Regions from separate parts of the Sus scrofa genome. Here region 2 is linked to region 1. The links are chromatin contacts, called in public HiChIP or PLAC-seq maps. All regions are on one chromosome and are shown on one strand. The core of a region is the stretch at or near the end of the contact, and the rest is flanking DNA. Distances in the headings are between cores, read along the strand shown. Region 1 has its middle 16 kb from the start of AIG1. Region 2 has its middle 240 kb from the start of HIVEP2.

Evidence for each region. HiChIP or PLAC-seq counts read pairs in DNA pulled down with a chosen protein or histone mark.
Region 2: an H3K27ac HiChIP or PLAC-seq map of alveolar macrophages shows a contact between it and region 1. The contact joins two enhancer-like sites. A contact is called at or near these places in 1 of 5 promoter capture datasets (liver), 17 of 47 Hi-C or Micro-C datasets (alveolar macrophages, blood, embryonic fibroblasts and 12 more) and 2 of 2 datasets of contacts at active chromatin or transcription factors (alveolar macrophages and skeletal muscle).

What each region holds. Positions count from the first base shown.
Region 1 is chr1:22,179,078-22,182,940 of Sscrofa11.1, forward strand. No RefSeq gene overlaps it. Among named protein-coding and RNA genes, the nearest start is that of AIG1, 16 kb to the left of the region's middle. Within about 2 kb of position 2,229, at least 4 of the 83 cell types and tissues checked have an H3K27ac peak or open chromatin away from gene starts, as enhancers often do. A contact at or near this core is called in alveolar macrophages, where this site is marked.
Region 2 is chr1:22,477,064-22,480,926 of Sscrofa11.1, forward strand. No RefSeq gene overlaps it. Among named protein-coding and RNA genes, the nearest start is that of HIVEP2, 240 kb to the left of the region's middle. Within about 2 kb of position 2,013, at least 7 of the 83 cell types and tissues checked have an H3K27ac peak or open chromatin away from gene starts, as enhancers often do. A contact at or near this core is called in alveolar macrophages, where this site is marked.

The DNA of each region.
Region 1 (3,863 bases), core at 979-3,478:
AGCTGGCACTTTCATCTAAGAGAATCATGAATTTTTCTCAGCATTTCCTTTTAAAGAGATAACAAAGTTAGGCAGTAAAAGGATTCGCAACATCCTGCTAGAACAATAGGTGATAAAGTCCAGGCACATAATTATTGACACAACCTTGTCTTTCTCCTTATAAGAAGGGAAATTTCAAGAGTAACTCTGCAAACAAAATAATTTTTACAGTGTGAGGGCAACATTATGCAATAAAATTTTGTGTATTTGACTGGGAGGTAGACTTGGATTTAGGCCCAGTTCTGCTGCTTTTTTTGGCCATATTTGGAGCATGTGGTAGTTCCCTGAGCCAGGAAACTAACCAGCACCACAGCAGCAACCTGAGCCACAGGAGTGACAACACCGGATTCTTAACAAGCTGAGCCACCAAGGAACTCCCTCTGTTACTTATTAATCCATGGAATTGCACAGCTCATCTTGGGCAGCCTCTCCAAACCCTAGACCTCAATTTCTTTATCAAAAGATAGGACTGAACTAGATGTTTATATTTATCAAATACGATTGCAGATTTTAACAAAATATTTCAAAGTACATATATCCAGGTTACTAATTCACAGGGAGTTGATAAATAGTGTTAGAATGTGGAGGAATCCAAAGAAGATCTAAGTAAAGACTTCAAACCTATTAAAATGAAAAATTAAAAAAAAATGAGAGTGAGGGAAAGAAAGAACAGAAAGAAGGATGGGGGAGAGAAAAATGAAAGGGAGAGATGAAGGAAAGAAGTGAGGAAGTAAATTGAATTTAGAGTGATTCCAAGTTCTAATTAAAAACTAATCTTTATTAACAAAATCAACTGGTTTTCAATGATACTGTTCTTAAAATGCACTTTTCCAAATTAACAAAAGTATTTTTTCAAATGAATGATTACATTTGAAGTCAGAGTATACTGGGGGAAGAGCGTGCCTATGGCAGATGGATGTGCCAAGGCCAGGGATCAAATCTGTGCCCCATCAGCAACCCAAGCCATAGCAGTGAGAGCACTGGATGCTTACCCTGCCGAACCATCAGAGAACTCCAAAGTCATAGTATATGTTTCTTCTTGAAACAATACAGAGTAGCAGGTAGACAAATGGGCCGGTTTTGGTATATGAAACACACAAAATCTGTGCATCAATATCATATTACTGAGAATACATTTTGAGTTGTATGATAATAAAAACATCCAGATAAAATAAAATAGAATTGCTGTTTTCTCATTGAATAGGAAAAAAATGTTTACCAAAAAAAAAGATGGAAGAAAGAGGAAGATGATGAGAAGCTTGATTTTTTTTTAAACTAAACTTTATTTTTGCATTGCTTCAGATTTAAAGAAAAGTTTCAAAGCTAGTACAGAGGATTGCTCGTTCCCCAGGACTCAGTTTCTCTTATGGTTAACATCTTATTTTATGATTCATTTGTAACAAATCATGTACAATTGACACATTATAATTAACTAAAGTCCATACTTTATTCAGATATTCTTCATTTCTACCCAATGACCTTTTTCTGTCTCAGGATCCCATTCAGGATAACACGTCACGTTTAGTTGTCATGTCTCCAGATGTGAGCCTCTTGAGACTTCTAGTTCCCCCGGCCAGATTTCCTGACTTCACATTTCCTAGAGCAATTCCATCCCTGAGTCAGGCAATATTTAATCTGCTCTAGTCCAGCAGAAAGCAGTTTTTGCCTCTAGTCCCATCATTATCAAACTGACTCCATACTTAATGGTTCCTGCTGAAGCACCAAGGCAGTCCCGAAGAACAAGCTTTCCATGGTGCTCTGTTGCAGCAACTAATTTACTGAATCCCAGACCCTTTGCTTTTTACTTATCCAGGATGAAATGTCTCTGGCTGAACTCTGACTTCGTACTCACAACCTCTCTTTAGTGCCATGTTCTTAAAAGGGGGTCTTGTACTGAAACCACCCTTGCTTTGTGCCTCTGAATCTAAATTTGGGCTTCTGCTTTAATCCAGTTCAAGATCTTTGTTAAATGACCCATGTGGATACTCTCAGAAAACCAGGAGCTTGTTTTGTTCCAGGAAAACACTCCTGCAGATACTGATTCTTATTCCTGAAATCCAGTCCACCAGCTATAGCCATGCTGGACGCACAGACTCCTGGACCACCTGCTGGGACCTGCACTTTTGGTGAGACACCAGTGTTGTATCATGGATCTATCTCCATTCTCAGCCCAGGCCTCCAACACATGAGCCGGAAACTCCCTAGATGAAGGTAATGCTTGCCAGGGGCCCCTATGGCTCCTGGCATTGGGGATGTACTCAATCAACTTTCTCTGAGTAAAGACCATGAACTTGAACCCAGGCTATAAGCCTTAGAACGCAGTTCAGCTTTCCCAGGGGACAGAATGGCCTTTCTGTCAGCCCTGGCTTCTCCCTGCCTGCCCTGACTCACTGTGAGCCACTGGCCACACGCTCCAAAGGAAATACTCTTTTAACTGAACAGCTCAGCAAAAAGGGGAAACAGTTTTTGAATGAGAAAAAAAAATTAGGAAGTATTTGGAAGCAATTTCCTGACTTTAAGTATGTGTTAAATCCTACACTACATTTTGTGATTTTTACTAACCAAAATTACAATAGTGATTGTTTGTAATGGTGATGTTTCCTTGTTTAAGGCTAGAGAAGTCATGGTTGGTATATTTGATCAAGGTGAACTATTTGCTTTAGTTCTTTTTATTGGACATGAAATTGATATAGTAAAAATCTGAACAGCAGATAAAAATCTCAAAATACCGAAAACACTGGTTAAATAAATTAAAAATTCTACTTATTTTGGGATCCTTTTTCTAGCAAGTACATTTATTTAATTTTTAAATAGTTAAATTAATTTTTAAATAATTAAATTAATTTAAAAATCTGAACAAGTATTTTTTCACCCAATTTTCAAAATCAAGAGTCAGCAGCTAATATAAACTATAATTCCTTTAACAACTGTCATAGACTAGGCTATGCCAATAAACACAATTGAAAAGGTGTTTTTCCTTATATTCTGCTCATTTTAATTTATGATTAATATCTATCTTTATTGAAGAAAGTTATTCTCTATTTGTAATTATTGACAACTTTGTACTTAAGTGCTTCTGTAGTCTAGACAGGATACACTTATCTATACGATAAATAATAGATAAATGATTAGTGTGTTACTTGCTATTAATGTGATTGATGGATTCGCCATTACACTACTTCTCTGTTCTAATTTTAGCTCTGATGCCAGTCAGAGGTCTCTGTCACTGTACAACGCCTACGATGTCTGCATAAAAATGAATGACTTTCCTCATGTTTCTTAAATCTGTTCTTTTTGTTTTGTCATTTCACAAAAGCGGTGTTAAAAATGGAATGGTACAAAATGGAGCTTCAAATCAGAGTGTATTTTGTGCAATTACCACTTTGCTATATAAAATGTATTTGCCAGAGGCAGAGTCTGGGGTCTATCCAGTGGGAGGTGGAAAGGAAGAGAACTAGAATAGAAGTGCCTTTTCATGGTCGGGTTTACTAAGGTGATGCAGAAGGACAGAGTGGAGCATCTCCTTCTTCCTGGGCAAGTTCACAGGGCTTGTAAAGGGTGACCGGAAGACTGGGTCTGGGAACTTCAGGTAGACCTCAGGAAGGCTATCGAGGTCTCTGCCATAGTCAGGTATCCACATGTTACCCTTACTCGTCAAAAAAAAAAAAAAAAAAAAAAAAAATTAAAAGAAGCCTAATGCATGTTTGGAAACATCCTTGCTTTATTGATATCAAGAACAGGACACAAAGAATAGGCTTAGAGCAGTTAAGGATCTGGTGTTGTCACTGCTGTGGCTTTCATCACTGCTGTGGTATGGGTTTGAT
Region 2 (3,863 bases), core at 763-3,262, 300 kb after region 1:
GGTATCCTTAATCATACCTGCAAGATCCTCCATGACAGGTAACATAATGTATTCACAGGTTTCAAGGATTAGAATGTGAGTATCTTGGGGGGGAGGGGGACCATTAGTATTCTGTCTACCTACAACAACAACAACAAAAATTGAATTATTTTGGCAAAAATTGTACATGGAACTTTTAAATGTCTGCAGCTAGCTCCCAGGCAGATCAGTCCTCCAGTTAGAGGAGGGTTTTCAGGTGGCTTGTTAGAACCCTGCAGTAGATCAAGGATGCAATACTGCAGACAGAGACCTCAGCCTTTGTATGTCATGACCTTCCATTACACAGCTGGAAACAGGGCTTTTCTTCACACTCAGGACATTAACAAGGACATGGGGTCACTCTTAAGGATTCTGGAGAGAGGGAGAGGGCGTGAATGATTTGGGAAACGTCTGGAGAGTGGGGTTTACCTAGGAAGTCAGGAAGTCCCTGGCAGATAAAGAAGTTGAAGCTACCTCAGAGATGGCTGAGAGAGAGAGAGAGAGAGAGAGAGAGAGAAATGGGAGAGAGAGATGAGAGATGAGAGAGAGAGAGAGAGAGATGAGTTTCTCAGAAGGGATGAATATCCTGTGTCTGGCAATCTGAGTGTGATGATACCAGAAACAGGACAGTGTGGCTCTGATTGGATTAAAGAACTTGTAGGCAGCTGCAGAAGCTCAGAGATGGTTAGAGACGATGAAAAACACCCCCTACCAGGCAGTGTGGTGGTGCCATGGTGGCTGTGTCTGTCTTGGGGAGGCTGACGTAATGGGTCCTTCCCCTTCTTCCAAGCTAGAAAGGCCAACAGTGAGCATCTGGGCCCAGAGGTGACCATCCTCTTCATTAAAAGTAAAATGTAAAGTGCTGTGCTCGTTTCCCCAGCACACCTTCTCATGTTGCAGATGAGGAAGCTGAAGAGCAGAGATAGGGCTAGCAGCGAGGAAAGGGGAAGTTGAGGGGGATGGGTCCTCGGAGTGGTTTCTGGTGAGTTCGCAGCCCTCCCCTCTCCAGCTACTTACTCTAACAGAGAACATTTCCAGGGGCAGGAGGAGTTTGGACAGAGTCTTGAGGGAGGAATCAGAACAGTAATGACAATGATGACGATACTATGAGTGAAATCAAAGCACAGAAAAGAGAAATCACAACTCCTCGTCTTGGAAGGGTGGAGGCAGCTTCACCATCAGAGAGGGTCTTTACTGGCTGTTATTTGTTATGTTGACTGCAATTATTAGGGTACTAATGGACAGAGATATGAGAAAGCTGCTGATAGGATGCAATGTCAAGTGCAGTGGCTGTTCAATGAACATTTGTTAAAAAGAGCCCTAAGGTGTCGAATGATGTCTGAGCCACAGGTTCAACAGAAGACCACAAAGGAATTGAAATAGAGAAGTTCATTACTCACAGGTCCTGGAGGAGGTACGTGGCATGCCTGCAGGGGCCACAGTGGGAGGTCAAGGCTGAGTGTGGGCAGAAAGCTGGCAGGACCTGGGGCACATGCCTTTATTAAGGTTTAAGGGTGGTTCACTTTGAGTTTTTCAGGCTAAGGCCAGTTTGGTCAATTCAATACAAAAAGAGCAGGTTTTCATAAGCTTTATGGGGCTGTTATCTAAGCGCTGTTTAATAAGAAGGCCCTGGAAGGCAGGGGAGACTATTTATGACAAAGGTGTTTGGAGAAGTCATGGCAGGAACCTTCATTTACTTGTAACTCTGTGGGTTATTGTCTAGGGGATGCCAGTGGGAGGGGCTAGGGTCAGTTCAAGCCCCTCCAATCCACTTGACCACACATAAACGGATGCCAGGACAGTAATATTATAAAGTAGTTTAGTTCAACTCTCAACATGAAGGCTATTGAAATGGGATTGGATCAGAAAGATGACCCTCTGTAACTTTGGGGAAGTGTATTATAGTTGGCATGCAATTATCATTGTTTGTGATGGTGCTGTCATTTGTATCAGTCACAATTCTCGAAGTAGTTGCATTCCAGGCACTGTGGTGAAATCCATAGGCTTTCGAATTCAAATAGCCTGGGTTCAAATCCCAATACTGTCACTTACTAATAGTATGATGTTGAGCAACCACTCCAAACCTCAACTTCCTCAACCCCAAAATGGGAAAAACACGAGGTCAGTCTTACAGAGTTGTCGGGATTAAATGAGATGATATATTTAAAATGCCTAGCTCTTCACACTCAAAACATGTTGGCCACTATTTTTTGGTGTGTTATTTGGTAGGCAAATATTTTACAAATTTGCTTTCATTAGGATGCTCTCAATATATGAACATCTTGTGGTGAATGGGTTTGTCAGACCAATTATCACCTGTCAGGACTCTGATAATAAATAGCATAATAGGGAACCTTGCTGATGGGCAAGAGGATGGAGAGATTGATCCTGAGTATGGGATACCAATCAGGAGTGCCCCAAGATGGGCTCTGGGGATCCTGGGGGCAGCCCTGTGAGGCACTGATTACTCTGGGGTGCAGAACACCATCCGTTTTGCTCTCTCGCCTAGTCTAAGTATATAATCATGCAACAGAGACCGCTGTCTATACTTAGCAATAAAACAAATTTCTGGTTTCCAAGGTGTTGAATCTAATTAGGTTTGCTTCTGAAATAAAAAAGAATCCGAGTCGAGGACTTCCATCACATAGCTCTATGACCTCTGGCACTCCTCATCTCTAAGATGAAAGTCCAGGGCAAAAAGATTCTTAATATCCCTTTTGTGGCTCACATGCCCTCACTCTCAAGTGAGGGCCAATATTATGTGTCTATTTTTATAGGAATTTGCTTTGCCTGGGGAGAGCAAAACCATATGCCAAAAACACTGTGTAAGTCAGGTCAATTAAGAAGGGTTGCTCCTTCAGCCCTGGGTTTGCTTCAGCAAATCTTCAGAGCTGGCTCTTTATTTATAACTCTGTAGAGGACCAAAACAAGCCTACATCTGACTAGGGCGTGGGGAAGCAAAACAGTTCAGATGCATTCCTAAATCATGAATTCTTCTCATTGACGTACATGCCATCACAGACGGTGCAGCTGTGTGGCATAGATTTTTAGGGCTTGATTACAAACAACCTCTGACAGACATCCCTGGGAGAAGGAGGAGGAAGTTGTCCCTGCGATGCAGCTGATCCTCTTCCTCTGCAGAACTCAGGCTGTGATTTTAAGGGCAAATACCAGCACCGGTCCCGGCACATAAGGAACAAATATAGGTTGCTTAGGGATGGCTTGAAAGTGAGGAATATTCACCCTCAACTGACACATATTTTGGCTTCAGTAATTTGTTCTTGAAGGCAATCCTGAACATTCCTCATTTCTACATGCCAAGACATGCTGGAGCTCCTGCTGTGGCACAATGGAATCAGCAGCGTCTTGGGATCCCTGGGTCATGGGTCCATCCTTAGCCCAGCACAGTGGGTTAATGATCCAGCATTGCTGTGGCTGTGGTTTAGGTTGCAACTACAGCTTGAGCTCGGATCTGACTCCTGGACTGGGAACTCCATGTGCCACGGGGTGGCCAAAGATTAAAAAGGAAAGAAAAGAAACAAATGCCAAGACTTAGAGCCAGACCTTCAGTAGCATCCTCGGCATCATTAAACCCTGTTTATTTGGATGCTTGATATCAGACTGCCCCCCCACCCCTCGCCACTTGGTGCTCCAATGCAGTCAGACTCTGGTCTTTCACTTCTGGAACCCTAAACAAGAGGCTCTACTCTACTTGGGTCATCCACTAACAGGCCTTATAATTCACTCTCCTATCTCCCCACAACCCACTCCAAATTTCAGTTGTAAATTTCTTTATACCCCCAGGACCAGGATACATGATTTTCTTAGATGGACCTAGAAAAACC